2 separate regions of the Macaca fascicularis genome follow, and region 2 is linked to region 1. A link is a contact called in public Hi-C data. All regions are on one chromosome and are shown on one strand. The core of a region is the stretch at or near the end of the contact, and the rest is flanking DNA. Distances in the headings are between cores, read along the strand shown. Region 1 has its middle 250 kb from the start of TPRG1. Region 2 has its middle 100 kb from the start of LPP.

Region 1 (6,474 bases), core at 423-2,922:
CCAACCTAGCTATATACAATTTTCCACAGCCATGTGAAAGTTTTATGATTCTTTAACATTTCTGGGTGTCTGCTATGCTCGGTGCATTGGGCTGGACCTTGTGTATGTTGGGAAGAAGGAGGACTTACAAAGACTAAGATACAGTTTCTGCTTTCAAGAAGTAAATAAAAAACAACTAAAATATTCTATCATCCACACCTATTCCCTCTCCCTTCTTTTTTCAGCATGTTACTGGATGCTGCCTCTTTATCCATCTGCCCTGGTGGAGATCTTGAGGTTACAGGAATAGCCAAGAGAGACACAGGCAGAGTTAAGTCCAAAGCAGTCAGCAAAGGTAAGGAGACATAGATGGGTCCAGGTGGTAATGGATGTAGATACTGGACTTGAAGATTTCGGTTTCTAGAGAAGACAGCAGCTCTCCATGCCCAGTTTAATGCCATGGATTAGCGTGGGAGTGGCCCCAGACCCGCAGGGAGAAAAGGCCAATGGTCAGAGTGGAGATACTCAGGACACGCCAGGTGTCCGAGGGACTGGAGAGTTATCCCTCTCTATTACTAAGTGGATTTCTGCTCCCCCTTGCAGGCCAAAGCATGAATACTGGACATAGCCCACATCGAGAGTGGAGAACTTGGTTTTGGCTCCCAAGTAGACCACTCATCAGCAGATGACTGTGAGCAAGTCACTTCCTCCCTCCAAGACTCCATTTCTGCAGGGATTCCATAAAATGGGCATAAGAATTTTCACTGTACTCGTATGGACTGGATTAGGTCATCATGTGCTTTAACACTCTTGGCTGTGAGCACTAGGTGCAGCCAACATGCTGATGCGAAACAAACGTCTGGGTTTTGCCCCCTGCGTCTTTCCTCGTGACAGGATTATGCTGACGGAGGGCACATCAGATTGACTCACACATACTGAAATGGTCATAGTTATTGAGGTTACCCAGTTTCCAGGCCTGAACTAGTAAACCTAGCAATGAGAATCAGCCAGCATTAGCAAGTTTTCCTTGTGGGAGTGGGGTGGGGGTGGCGACTGGAGGGAGTAGGCGCTGAACCAGGAAAGGAGGAGGATGCTCATTGGCTAAAGATCCGTGCCTGGAAATTAACAGCGTTAAAGTGAGACTTGCTTCAAGTTCCAATCCGGTGAGGCAAATGGAGAGGCTGTCAGGAGACCAGAACTTTACCTCAGCTGTGCACTGACGCACCACGTGCTTTGGTGCACATCCAGCGCCTCTCCCTGCCTCAGTTTCTCCGTTTGTAAAACAACAGCTTGTAAAGGTCTGGGGATCTTCTCATCCTCGGGAGTTTTCTAAGGATGCAGGCGAAAGAGGTAGGAAATGTCCTCTGTCTCTGTCCTGGGTCTTCGGGATCAAGGCCTTTTGAACCAATTCCGGAATCCGCCACCGGGCGGTGGTAGGAGAGAGCCAGAGGATTCGTCAGTAAGGGTGCGTGCGTGACACAGGACTTTTAAATAGATCGCTTTGTATCTAGCACGGTAGCACCTGCTTCTAAGCTTCCAACGGCAGCTCCAGCAACGCGATCATTCAAAAGCGGCCGCTTTCCATTCACGTCTATAATTAGTGCGCAGGCTGCAGCTCAGGCTGGAGCTGCAAAGCGGGGCGGCGGCCTTGTGGGCGGGGCCACCACCTCCTAGCCCCGCCCCCTTCGAATTCCACCTTCCCCGCCCTTCCCAGCCAGGAGCCTCCTGCAGCCTCCTCCCCACCCCCACTCTCTGTCCTCGCCCTGGTCCTGGGCTTCGCTCTCGGCGCTCCAGGATTCCTGGACGACAGGGCCCAATCGTACCCTCACTTTGGGATCACTCTTGTGCAGTAAATAAGCACCTTGAAAGACGCATTCCAGGAGGGCAGCTATATTTAGAGTGGCATCCTCCTCTCCTCCCCGCACGCTCCTGCATCCCGCCCTCTCCCCTCCCCGCCCCGCTCCCCGATGCCCCTCCCAGCCACCTCTCCCTCTTTGTCGCATTACATAGTAATCTGAGATGCACTGGATGTGCTCCAGGGAACAGAATGTACTTGGCAGAGACGCGGGGCTTGATGTCTGCAAAATGTCGGAAACGCAGCCAAGAGCTGCTAACTGGGTCATTAACCTCCAAAAGCAAAGCGAGGACTGTAAGGCCCGCTCTGCCTCCCTTCATCTCGCCAATAAAAGTGCCTCAGTGTGAGGGGGAAGAAAAAGCCCAAGGTTGGCTGCTTTGATTTCTAGGCACCAAAGGCAGGCCCGTCCTCTCCTCCTGGCCCGGGCCCCAGCCCCTCCGGGCCAGCTTCTGCGCCGCATCAGAGTTTACAAGTGGCCTTTGAAAGGCTCAGCAACCCCGCAGGGCCATGCTTGCGCCTCAGTAAAGAAGTTACCCAGCAGCCCTTCCCTACCGCACAGACTTGGACCCATTTTCTTGGGTCCAGGAGGAGTTAAGGGAGTCGGGGTGAGCAGGGGTGAAAGGAGAAGGTCCCAGGCCCTTCACCTACAGTCACGGGCTCTGCAGTCTCTCTCCTCCTCTGCTTCTCTCCCTCTTATTCCTCCCCCTCCTCTTTCTTCTTTCTCTCTTCTTCCTTTCCCTCTTCCACTTCTTTCTGAGAGCAGGCTTTGAGGTAGGTGCATGAATACATGGCTTGGCTCCAGGAGATTTGCATTCAAGTTGCTCGCAGCTCTGTCACTTGCTATGTGACCTTGGGTGAGTCACTCATTTCTCGGCTTTTAAATTCCCTTCTTCTTAATTGTTCACCACAATAACACCTTCCTGACATACATCACAAAACAGGCCAAATGAGAAACTCTTTCCCTGACCGCCTTGTCTTTCATCCCTCTGAAAGCCCTGAGGTCCAAAGTGCCTCTGGCCTTGTGTGTACTCCTGGAAAATGGAATATAAGTGATCTCAGCAGAAAGATTCAAACGTTTGAATGTTCTCAAGGGGGTAGCCCCTAAAATCCACCCTCTTCAAGTTTTCTAGCCCTGTGAGGTTGCCAAACAGACACTTCCCCTAATGTTCCAACCCACTTCTCCAGTGGCTAGAGAGAGAAAGTGACCGGTACAGAAACCAGAAGAGGTTGTGCAGTTCCTCAAATGAGACTCCCTTCCTTGTTGGAGGGAAGACAGTCAACCTGGTAAGACTAGCAGCAGCCAAACGAGATGTCGGTCTGAGCAGTCTCAACAAAAGTCCAGGATTAGGAGAATGGAGATTTGTGCAGCCACGCTGATGACAGGAGGATAGCTCACCCCGGTGCTGTCTAGGAAATTAGAACCAAGACCAGCCTGGCATCAGCAGCCTTCCTGCCTCATTTCTGCTTGATCTGACCACTCCTTCCGTGGCAGCCACATCAGATGGACTCTGCCTGGTCGCCGTGTGCCATGGACGCCTCCAGCTTTCCTGCCACCTGGGCCTTGGCTGAGGCGTCTTAAAAAAATTATAAAACTCATCAGAACTTGATGGCCTCTATTTGGCCTATCTTTGCCATACATTCAAACCTTTCGCATCCCTCAAAACCCACCTTCAGTGCCAACTCCTCTATTTAGATGTCACTTCTTTCTCCTTCGGTCTTAATACACCCGGCCAGCATTGGGTTATGCCATTTTTGTACTTGTTAGATCCCTCTTATGCCATAGAGATTTCTCTGTGGATACAAACTCTGTTGTTGATCTCAATACTGACGGCTAAGGTGACTATACATCCTGCTTTGCCATCCCAGTTCATGGCTTTGTCTTGGTATAATTCGTTATTAATAGGTCCCTCCTTCACCTTGAAGTTTTCGGGTTTGGATGATCAATTATACAGTCACCTCACTGAGGGTCCCTATCCAAGTACATGGTACATTAGTAGGGGCTCAGTAAATGTGGCAGAGTACCCTGAAGGGCATTTAAAGGATCTTTATACCCAGTTCCCTGGGGCTCTCAGTCCTCCCCTTTTCACTCCTTTTCCGGAGGCAGGCTACCATTTGTTCCTCTCCTCTCAAGGTCTGCAGAATGACCTATGACCACTTTCTTTCTTTCTTTTTTTTTTTTTTTTTGAGACGGAGTCTCGCTCTGTTGCCCAGGCTGGAGTGCGGTGGCGCGATCTCGGCTCACTGCAAGCTCTGCCTCCTGGGTTCACGCGACCACTTTCTTTTTGACAAGCCTTTCCAGGATTTCAAAATGCTCCGACCCAGCAAGAGAAGTCACTTGCCACAATCCTACCCCTTCTTCTTAGCCCCTAAACAGTAGAACAGCCACTGGATAGTGGAAATAGGTATTAGACACTAGAGAAGGTCAGAACACAGCTGGTGTGATATAGCATTTCCAGCCTCAACTGGACTTTTGGCCTTGCCCAATTTCTTTTTGCTTTTTCCTTTTTCTTTTCTTTTCTTTCTTTTTTTTTTTTTTGGAGACGGAGTCTTGCTCTGTCGCCCAGGCTGGAGTGCAGTGGTGCGATCTCAACTCACTGCAAACTCTACCTCCCGGGTTCAAGTAATTCTCCTGCCTCAGCCTCCCGAGTAGCTGGTACAGGCACCCACCAGCATGCCTGGCTAATTTTTGTATTTTTAGTAGAGATGGGATTTCACCCATCTCTACTATTTGCCTCTATTTGCACAGTTACCTTAGGAGAGGGTCACAACTTGGAAAGCTTGAAGCTTCTTTATTATAAACTATGTAGTTAACATTCTATGTTCTGTTCAGAGGTCAGAAAAGAAAAGGTCTCTTGCCCTTTTTCATCACAATAAAAAACTTACTCAAAAGTCAGCCTGTTGGGGTGAGTGTTTGTTGACTTTTTAAAGACATTTTTCAAGCATTTGGAAATAACAGAGGCAATACACCCAGCCGTGTGAATGGAGCTCCAGCTTCAGCATCAGGAAGCCTGGGTGGACGTCTCCTCCTCTGACTCATTGCTTGCTGAAACATGAATCATATGCCCTTTCTCGGCACTGGGTCTCACTTCCTTCATCTCCCCTATAAAATGGGCGTATTTGCCATTTCTACCACACAGGAGGGGGCTGAGGCTTTCAGAGTCCTTGCTAATTACACACAAAAATATTAATAAGAGTAAAAATAATCCATAATGTGTTTTTGACTCTCTGAGGAGGCACACATGGAGGGTATGTGAAGCCATTTTATGACCTTGCTTAGTTTCTGGACATCCCAGTTCACTGAGAACAGCCTCTCAGAAAGTGGGAATGGGCAGGAGAATCCGTGTTGAGATGGAGAGGGGAATGAGTTTGGTCTGTTTTCATGGGAGCAGGAGTCATATGAGATCACTCGCTAGCAATCAAGAAGAAGAACATGGAGACTGGGATATTCTGTGGCTATTCTGTGGAGGGCTCTGATGCCAGGCAGGGGTGTCTGGACTCCCTTGAGGGTTGTGGGAGATCAGTGGCAGTGACTGAGCAGGAGCATGGAACGACCCACAGTGTGTTTCAGTGAGACACTGTTGGATGGAGGGGCAGAAATGGGAGCTGTCACCTTGGAATGGGGTCTGTCACCTTGGAAGCAGATGGCAGCTCCCCTCTGTCTGAGCTTCAGTTTCTCATCTGTTAAATAAATGGGTTAAACAGCAAATTGCTCTAAGATGCTGCGATATAGTAAAGAACATGAGGGAACAGCTTGTGCATTTTGGTGTGTGTGTGTGTGTGTGTGTGTGTGTGTGGAGGGTGTGCCTGTGTTTGGGTCAGAGGAAGAGGTGGGAATGAGGTAACTGCTTTGTTAGACACAAAGCCAAGTCCAGAGACCTTGTTCTTTAGGGAGGAAGCCTGAGCAGCCTCACGATCTCTAGCAGGTTTGAAGAACTTTCTGGGTATCTTTCTTTAGGCCACAGCACAGCACGTCTGCACGTTAGGGCCTGGCCAGTGACCTCTGTCTAGACGTGTCTGCTGTCCACTTCCTAGTTCAGTTGAGAGAGCTAATATTTGAAAAGACTGGCCAGGCGTGGTGGCTCACGCCTGTAATCCCAGCACTTTGAGAAGCCGAAGCGGGCAGATCACCTGAAGTCAGTAGTTCGAGACCAGCCTGGCCAACATGGCAAAACCCTGGATCTACTAAAAATACAAAAATTAGCTAGGCGTAGTGGCGGGCACCTGTAATCCCAGCTACTTGGGAGGCTGAGGCAGGAGAATCACTTGAACTCAGGAGGCGGAGGTTGCAGTGAGCTGAGATGGCGCCCTTGCACTCCAGCCTGGGCGACAGAACAAAACTCTAGCTCAAAAACCAAACCAAACCAAACCAAGCAAAACAAAAGACTGCATAGGGGTTCGTGCTAACTAGCTATTTCTCAAGATATTTCAAATCTCTCTGTATCTTCATGTTAGATTTCTGGGAAGTTTTATACCAATGAGGACTACATGGCTTGGAGGCCCCAGAGCTCTATCTTCGAAGTACAACTTGATAGTACACCTTTGACACTTACCAAGGTTTGCTGTAAGATTGGTACATAGAAGAGCCTTTATTATAATGGTGTTATAAAGACAGCATCTGTTAAGTTGCTTTATATAAACTT
Region 2 (6,753 bases), core at 4,064-6,563, 900 kb before region 1:
ACCCACATGATATCGGGCAGGAGGTGGCTAAACAATAATGTGCCAGGCTGCCGTTGCTTGGGAGGTGTTTACGAATGCTGCACTGGAAGTGTCGTGGTGCTTGCCAATGGAGGATCCATTTTCAGTTTGGACTCTAATCAGGAAGAAGAGACTCCTTCCATCTAAGAGGTTTTAAAACCCTTCCCAGCAACCAGGATGTGGGAACTAGAGCAGCCGGGGATGATGAATTCTGATCCTCTCTGAGAAAATGTAGCTTCAGTGTGATTCGTGAGCAACAAGTGCTCCGGTATCATCAATGAGCAAGAGAGTGCTCCAGGATGATGGTGCTCCAGCATGACAGTGAGCAAGAAAGTGCTCCAGCATCATCAGCAAGAAAGAGAGTGCTCTGGTGTGTCTGGTGAGCAGCTGCGGCATTAGTGGGGCTGCCAGTTTCAGAGTAAACAAGCACAGACTAAAGATTCTCTGTGATCAGTAAGTCAGGGTCTAGAATAACTGATGGGCATTTCAGTCCAGATCACACCATGAAAAACCAGAGAAATGGGACCCAGAGGAGAGGATGCTAGAAACTCCAGGACTCTTCCTCTAGCCACCTGGATGCCAGATCCCTGCCCCAGATCCTTTATAACTGGCACCAGAACTCACAGTGCAGTCTCTGTTTCATTCATTTTCTATAAGATTATGCGGGAGATGGTATTTAGGTCTCATTCCAGAGAGTGAGCTCAGACCTCCTCAGCTAATTTTCACTGAGGGTCAGGCTAAGGAATATCAGGGCTTGTGCTATAGAAACCTGGGCCAGGTGAGGTCTATCTGGCATCTAGAATCAGGGTTCAGCTCCCCGTGCAGGCAAACCTGGGAGACCAACTGTCCATGGAGAATTCTGTTTGAATGGGCTTGCTTCTTTTCGCATGAGCTGTCTACTGGATGAGGAAAGTCCTGATCATTACTTCTATAAAAACGTCACAGAGAAGAATACATAAGAAAATGCTATCGTGGTCGACTTTGAAAAGGAGGACATCTAGATAGTTGGGGAAAGGGTGAGAGGAATATTTTTATTGTATCCCCTGTATGCCTTCTGATTATTTTAAACTGCTTATTATCAAATCAAATAAATGGGGTGAATAATGAATGGTTAGGTAAAATTAAAATCAAAAACTGAGGAGATTTGCCAGTGACATTTCTCTGAGTTGGAGGCTGAGCTAGCTAGCAGACAATTTGGGTGGTAAATCAAAGGGTTCTGAGAAGACTTTTGCTTCACATAACAGAATGCCAGCCATCATATAAGTCAGTTATTTTGAAATTCAGTCTTTAGAGTTAAGATAATATTTCATTTGGCTGGGCACGGTGGCTCATGCCTGTAATCCCGACACTTTGGGAGGCCGAGACAGGTGGATCACTTGAGGTCAGAAGTTTGAGACCAGCCTGACCAACATAGTGAAACCCCATCTCTACTAAAAATACAAAAATCAGCTGGGTGTGTTGGCACATGACTGTAATCCCAGCTACTTGGGAGGCTGAGGCAGGAGAATCCCTTGAACCTGGAAGGTGAGGTTGCAGTGAGCTGAGATCATGCCACTGCATTCTTGCCTGGGTAGCAGCGTGAGACTCTGTCTCAGTAATAATAATAATAATAATATCTCATCATAAAATGCTCATATATTCCCTTAAAAGGGAAGAAGTAAATTTATTGTTATCTAATACAAATTCAAAACAATTAGCCATAACCACAACCTATTGGAAGGACAGGGGAACAACCAGTTCCTCCAGGACTAGAGCTGTGTCTGTGGCCCCGGGGCTCACCACCTGCATTGTCAAGGAAGAAAAGTTTGGTACGTTGCAGGATTTGCTACCAAGATGCACATCATCATCTCCTCAGCTACAGCCCCCTGTGGCCAGAAGGCAGGGGCCAGGTGTGAAGATCAAGTTCAGGTCCTTCAGAATCCTATTGCTGAACTGGCCATGCTGAGCAGTGGGACAGCCAGACTGGCCCGAACCCAGATCCAGAACACAGAGGGAACTCCACTGCTATCCTCCAGAGCACCTTGGATTTTTCTCTGGGACAAAAAGCTATCCCTGCTCTCTTTCCAACAGACCAAAGCACTCTGCAAAAGCCTCATACTCCCTAGGCATAGTGATGGCATGATGGGGGCAGGCATCCAAAAGGAAGGGAAAGAAGCCATGGAGGGAAAAGCTGAGGAGAAGGTTATTGCTCTATTATCATCAGGTGTGAGACAAGCACAGGTGTCTAAATAGTGAATGCCTTACAAAGGACACTCTTTCAGATGAGATGGCATCCAGGTGCTTTTGCCTTTCAAACCTGGGTGCTTTTTGGAACCCTGCCAGGTCTTCGAGTCCTGAAAAAGGATTGAAGTTTAGGTTTCTTAACCATATCTGAACACAATGGCTTGTGCAAGCAAAGCCCCAAAGTGAAAAGAGAACTGAGCTAACGTGGCCAGTCCTAGTCTTTTCTGGGGAAGGGTCACTCATTCAAAAAGCAGCCAGCCTCCAAGATGCAGCGGTGCTTGAAATCCTGAGATCTAGGTGGCTCTCTGGAGAGCCAGGCCTCCAGTGCCCAGGAAAGGGCCACAACACCTCCAAAGCTCTGCTTCAGGGAGTGGTACTCTCCTGGCTTCACCAAAGCAGAGAGAAGGACGCCTCTCCCTCCTGCACCTGACACCAGATCACAGTTGCTGAACCACTATACCGGTCACATCTCTTTCATGCTGAAAAGCTTTCAGTGGTTCCTGGCTGCCAATCACTTGGATTTCCTCCTCCCTCCGGGATTCAATGCCCCCAAATGTGGGACTCAGCCATTCTCCAACCACAGCCCCTCCTCTCCCTGTTGCACTAATCCAGCTGTCCATCTCCCCACAGACACCACGTGAGCCCCAAGCTTTCCTGCCACCACATCTTGCCCAGGCTAGTTCCTTCCCCCGGAAGCCGTTTCCCTACAATCTCTCAAAATGTCACTTTTTGGACTTTTAGCTTTTCTTCACCCCAAATTCCATCTCTTCTGTAAGACCCTTCCTCGTCTACTGCTGTGGACACCTAGTCAAGAGCAATTTCTCCTTACTTTCACCTCAGACGTCATTCCTTTGTTTTTCTTAGAGCCCATAACTTTCTTTCTTTTTTCTTTCCTTTCCTCCTTCCTTCCTTCCTTCCTTCCTTTCTTTTTCTTTCTTTCTCTCTTTCTTTCTCCCTTCCTTTCTTTCTTTTCTTTCTCTTTCTCCTTCCTTCCTTCCTTTCTTTCTCTTTCTTTCTCTTTCTCTTTCTTTCTTTCTTTCTTTCTTTCTTTCTTTCTTTCTTTCTTTCTTTCTTTCTTTCTTTCTCTCTCTCTCTCTCTCTCTCTCTTTCTTTCTTTCTTTCTTTCTTTCTTTCTTTCTTTCTTTCTTTCTTTCTTTCTTTCTCTCTTTCTTTCTTTCTTTCTTTCTTTCACAAAGTCTCACTCTGTCCCCCAGCCCGGAGCACAGTGGCATGGTCTCAGCTCACTGCAACCTCCGCCTCCCGGGTTCAAGTGATTCTCCTGCCTCAGCCTCCTGAGTAGCTGGGACTACAGGCAGCACCACCATGCCCAGCTAATTTTTGTGTTTTTAGTAGACGGGATTTCACCATGTTGGCCAGGCTGGTCTCAAACTCCTGACCTCAGGTGATCCACCTGCCTCGGCCTCCCAAAGTGCTGGGATTACAATCTTGAGCCTCCACACCCAGCCATAACTTTCTTCTTTGTGTTTGGATTATTGTGTGCTCCTCGTAGCTTTGCTCTGGATGGTAAACTCCTCAAAAACAGAAGTTTCCTCTTGATTTCCATGACTTACGTCTCCTTGTTGGGTTGAGCTGTACATTTGGGATGGACTAACTTGAGGGACTGAGTCCATGATGACTAGAGGAGTACTGGTTAGCTGAAGGTCTGCCAAGCTTGCTGTAAAAATATTTCAGCTTTAGGGGAGGAGCTGCACTGGCCAACCTGCTTCCTTGTAGCTCCACGGTTTCATGCACAGGGTCTATGAATAGCCAAAGCAAAAGGCCACACTAAGCATCTTTTCTGCTCCTGCCCCCAATCTCGAGTTCAGAAAGATCTGCTAGGGATCAGTGCTTTAAATCATCTCTCCTCACTCCCTGTGGAAAAGCCCTGCTTCCAGGAGCTGACTAATGCTTACTGTCCTTAATGCTTACTGTCCTTTCCCAAGGAGCACTTCCTTTATCTTTTTTTTTTTTTTTTTTTTTTTTTTTTGAGACAGAGCATTGCTCTGTCGCCCAGGCTGGAGTGCAGTGGCGCGATCTAGGCTCACTGCAACCTCTGCCTCCCGGGTTCAAGCGATTCTCCTGCCTCAGCCTCCTGGGTAGCTGGGATTACAGACGCAGGCCACCACGCCTGGCTAATTTTTGTATTTTTAGTAGAGACGGAGTTTCACCATGTTGGTCAGACTGGTCTCGAACTCCTGACCTTGTGATCCACCTGCCTTGGCCTCCCAAAGTGCTGGGATTACAGGCGTGAGCCACCGTGTCCAGCCCCAAGGAGCACTTTATATTGCTTTCTGGGCAGGCTCTGTTTTTGCCCTGTGCCCATCTCTCTCTCCCTGACCCTCTGGTCTGCCTGGCACAGGTAGGGAGTCTGAGGAGAGTCATCCTTCTCCTTTGAGTGTTCCGGTGGCTCCTGCTCTACCCCGGGAGGTGGAAAAGACACCAACGCAAGACTTTCCCTGCCCACTCATCTCAGCTTCTTGCTTTCTGCGCTGGGCTGTGTCGGGTGCTGGGAGTTTCGTGATCACAAGGAAAAGAGATGAGGGTGCTGGGCAGGGAAGGAGGACAAAGAGCAATCCCCTTATTCATGCATTCTTCAGGAAAAAGAGAGAATCTGACCTGAGCCTATTTTCTGAATAATTCGGCATCAAACAGCATTGAGGCTGGGACTTGGCCAAGTCTTTGTTTTGTTTGTTTTGTTTTTTTCCTTTCCTCCAATCAGCCCAAGGCAATGGGGAGTGGGAGGGCATGGAGGGGTGGGGGCTGCACGCACACTGGGGCTGAGAGGGAATGCTGAGCCTGCAGAAGTGGCCCATTGACAGCTCCTGTTCACAGCAGAGGGGCGGGTGGCACCCCCATCCTACCACCACAAGGGCAGCTCTGTCCTGTGGGCACAGGGCTCCATCCCAGCCCCACTGGCTGGGAGAGAACAACATTTCCTTATAAGGCCCCGGCTGCTTTGCCAAGGCTGGATGGCTCCAACAGACTGTAGCTTTCCATTCTCCTCCTCGGCTCCAGTGCAGGCCTTGAATGTAGCCCTTGTTGTCAGGCTCCTCCTCTGCTCCACAGCCCCCACCTCACCTACTTCCACTCCCTGCCAGAGCCAGCCCCACTGGAGCAGGATAAACAGCCCAGAGGCCTCTCCCACGCAGGGCCTGCCTCGGTTCAGGCCTGCTGGAGGCAGCACAGGGTAGCAAAAGGAACACGGGAGTCACAGTTTCGGCTGGCCCTGTGGGAAGGGAAGGCCCTTTCCTCATCTGGAAGATGGGGCTCTAATGGCTATGGGGTCCAAATTCTTTGCATTGTATTCAAAGCCCTTCCCAGTTAAGCTGCAGGTTAACTTCACAATTTAACTGCCTTTCCTTAACTTGAAGGCCAGATTTCCCCTAGCTCTTTCCGCTTCCCCCAAATGCACCTTGCTCACACAGGCCTCCACTGCTTCATGCGTGTGTTGTTTTCCTGCCTAGGTAACTCATCCTCCAGGCCCCACGATAGGCATGCCTTCCTCCTCTCCCCAGGAAAAAGGAATCATTGCTTTCACTTCGCTGCTCAACATTTGTTTGCACCTCTCTTACAGCTTTTCTATTTTGCAATTGCAATGATCTCTTTACCTGTCCGTTTCCTCTATCAGACGATGAGCTCCTCCAGGCTCACATGGTCATCCTGAGCTCTACCACAGTACCGGGCACATAATCCAGCTTCACAAAAGATCGCTGAACAAATGCCTGAGCACACAGTGTTGCATACGTTCAAAAGAGACAACTATAGTGCAAATACTTGTAAACTATAAAGTGCTGTTAACTCATGAAATGTACAACTTTATCTTGCTACCCTCCACTCCAATTCTCCTGTTTGTTACACTGTCACAGGCCTTTTCACTGTCTGACCAGTTCTGTATCCAGAATTCCAGGCTCACTGCAACCCTTCAGGGGGTTAACATCTATCACTAAGCCATTACTCATCTTCAGAATCCCAGTGTTGGGGGTTAAAAGGAATGTATACAATTGTTGCCACACTACAGTCCACAGAGGCCCTACAGTGGCTAAATGGAGAAGCCCTGAGTCCCACTTTTACTATTTATTCATGCCAGGTTTCCACAGCATTCTGGGGGGAGAAAAATCTGGTGGCTTTAAAAGTTTAAAGCACACCGATTAATGCTGTCTCAACATATGACAGTTGAAACAACTGAGCACCCTAAAAGAAAAGCAGCTCTCCTGACATCTCATGTGTTAGTCGCCAACTCAAGACCATACCCAGGATCCCCTACTCTTGCTCACCAAATCCGTTGCCCAGCACATTGCCCTGCTTAGGGCAGAGTGATGACGGATGCAACTGCATATCTGTTAAGCTGAATTCTTATGGGTCAGGGATACCTCAAGTTCCAAATAAAGAATTTCAGTCTCTGCCAAAACAAATCTTTCTGAGATGGAGATTCTGCAAAACATCAGGTTAGGGATTTGCAAGCACAGCACAGTTAAGTACTCTAGTAAGACTGTCTCTCTATTCTCCAGGATC

What was found. A called contact is a pair of places that touch in the nucleus more often than the background predicts.
Region 2: a Hi-C map of skeletal muscle shows a contact between it and region 1, with 4 times the contacts expected there. The contact joins two enhancer-like sites. A contact is called at or near these places in 2 of 2 Hi-C or Micro-C datasets (liver and skeletal muscle).

The regions. Positions count from the first base shown.
Region 1 is chr2:9,568,124-9,574,597 of T2T-MFA8v1.1, reverse strand. No RefSeq gene overlaps it. Among named protein-coding and RNA genes, the nearest start is that of TPRG1, 250 kb to the right of the region's middle. Within about 2 kb of position 1,672, at least 6 of the 6 cell types and tissues checked have an H3K27ac peak or open chromatin away from gene starts, as enhancers often do.
Region 2 is chr2:10,473,156-10,479,908 of T2T-MFA8v1.1, reverse strand. No RefSeq gene overlaps it. Among named protein-coding and RNA genes, the nearest start is that of LPP, 100 kb to the right of the region's middle. Within about 2 kb of position 5,313, at least 3 of the 6 cell types and tissues checked have an H3K27ac peak or open chromatin away from gene starts, as enhancers often do.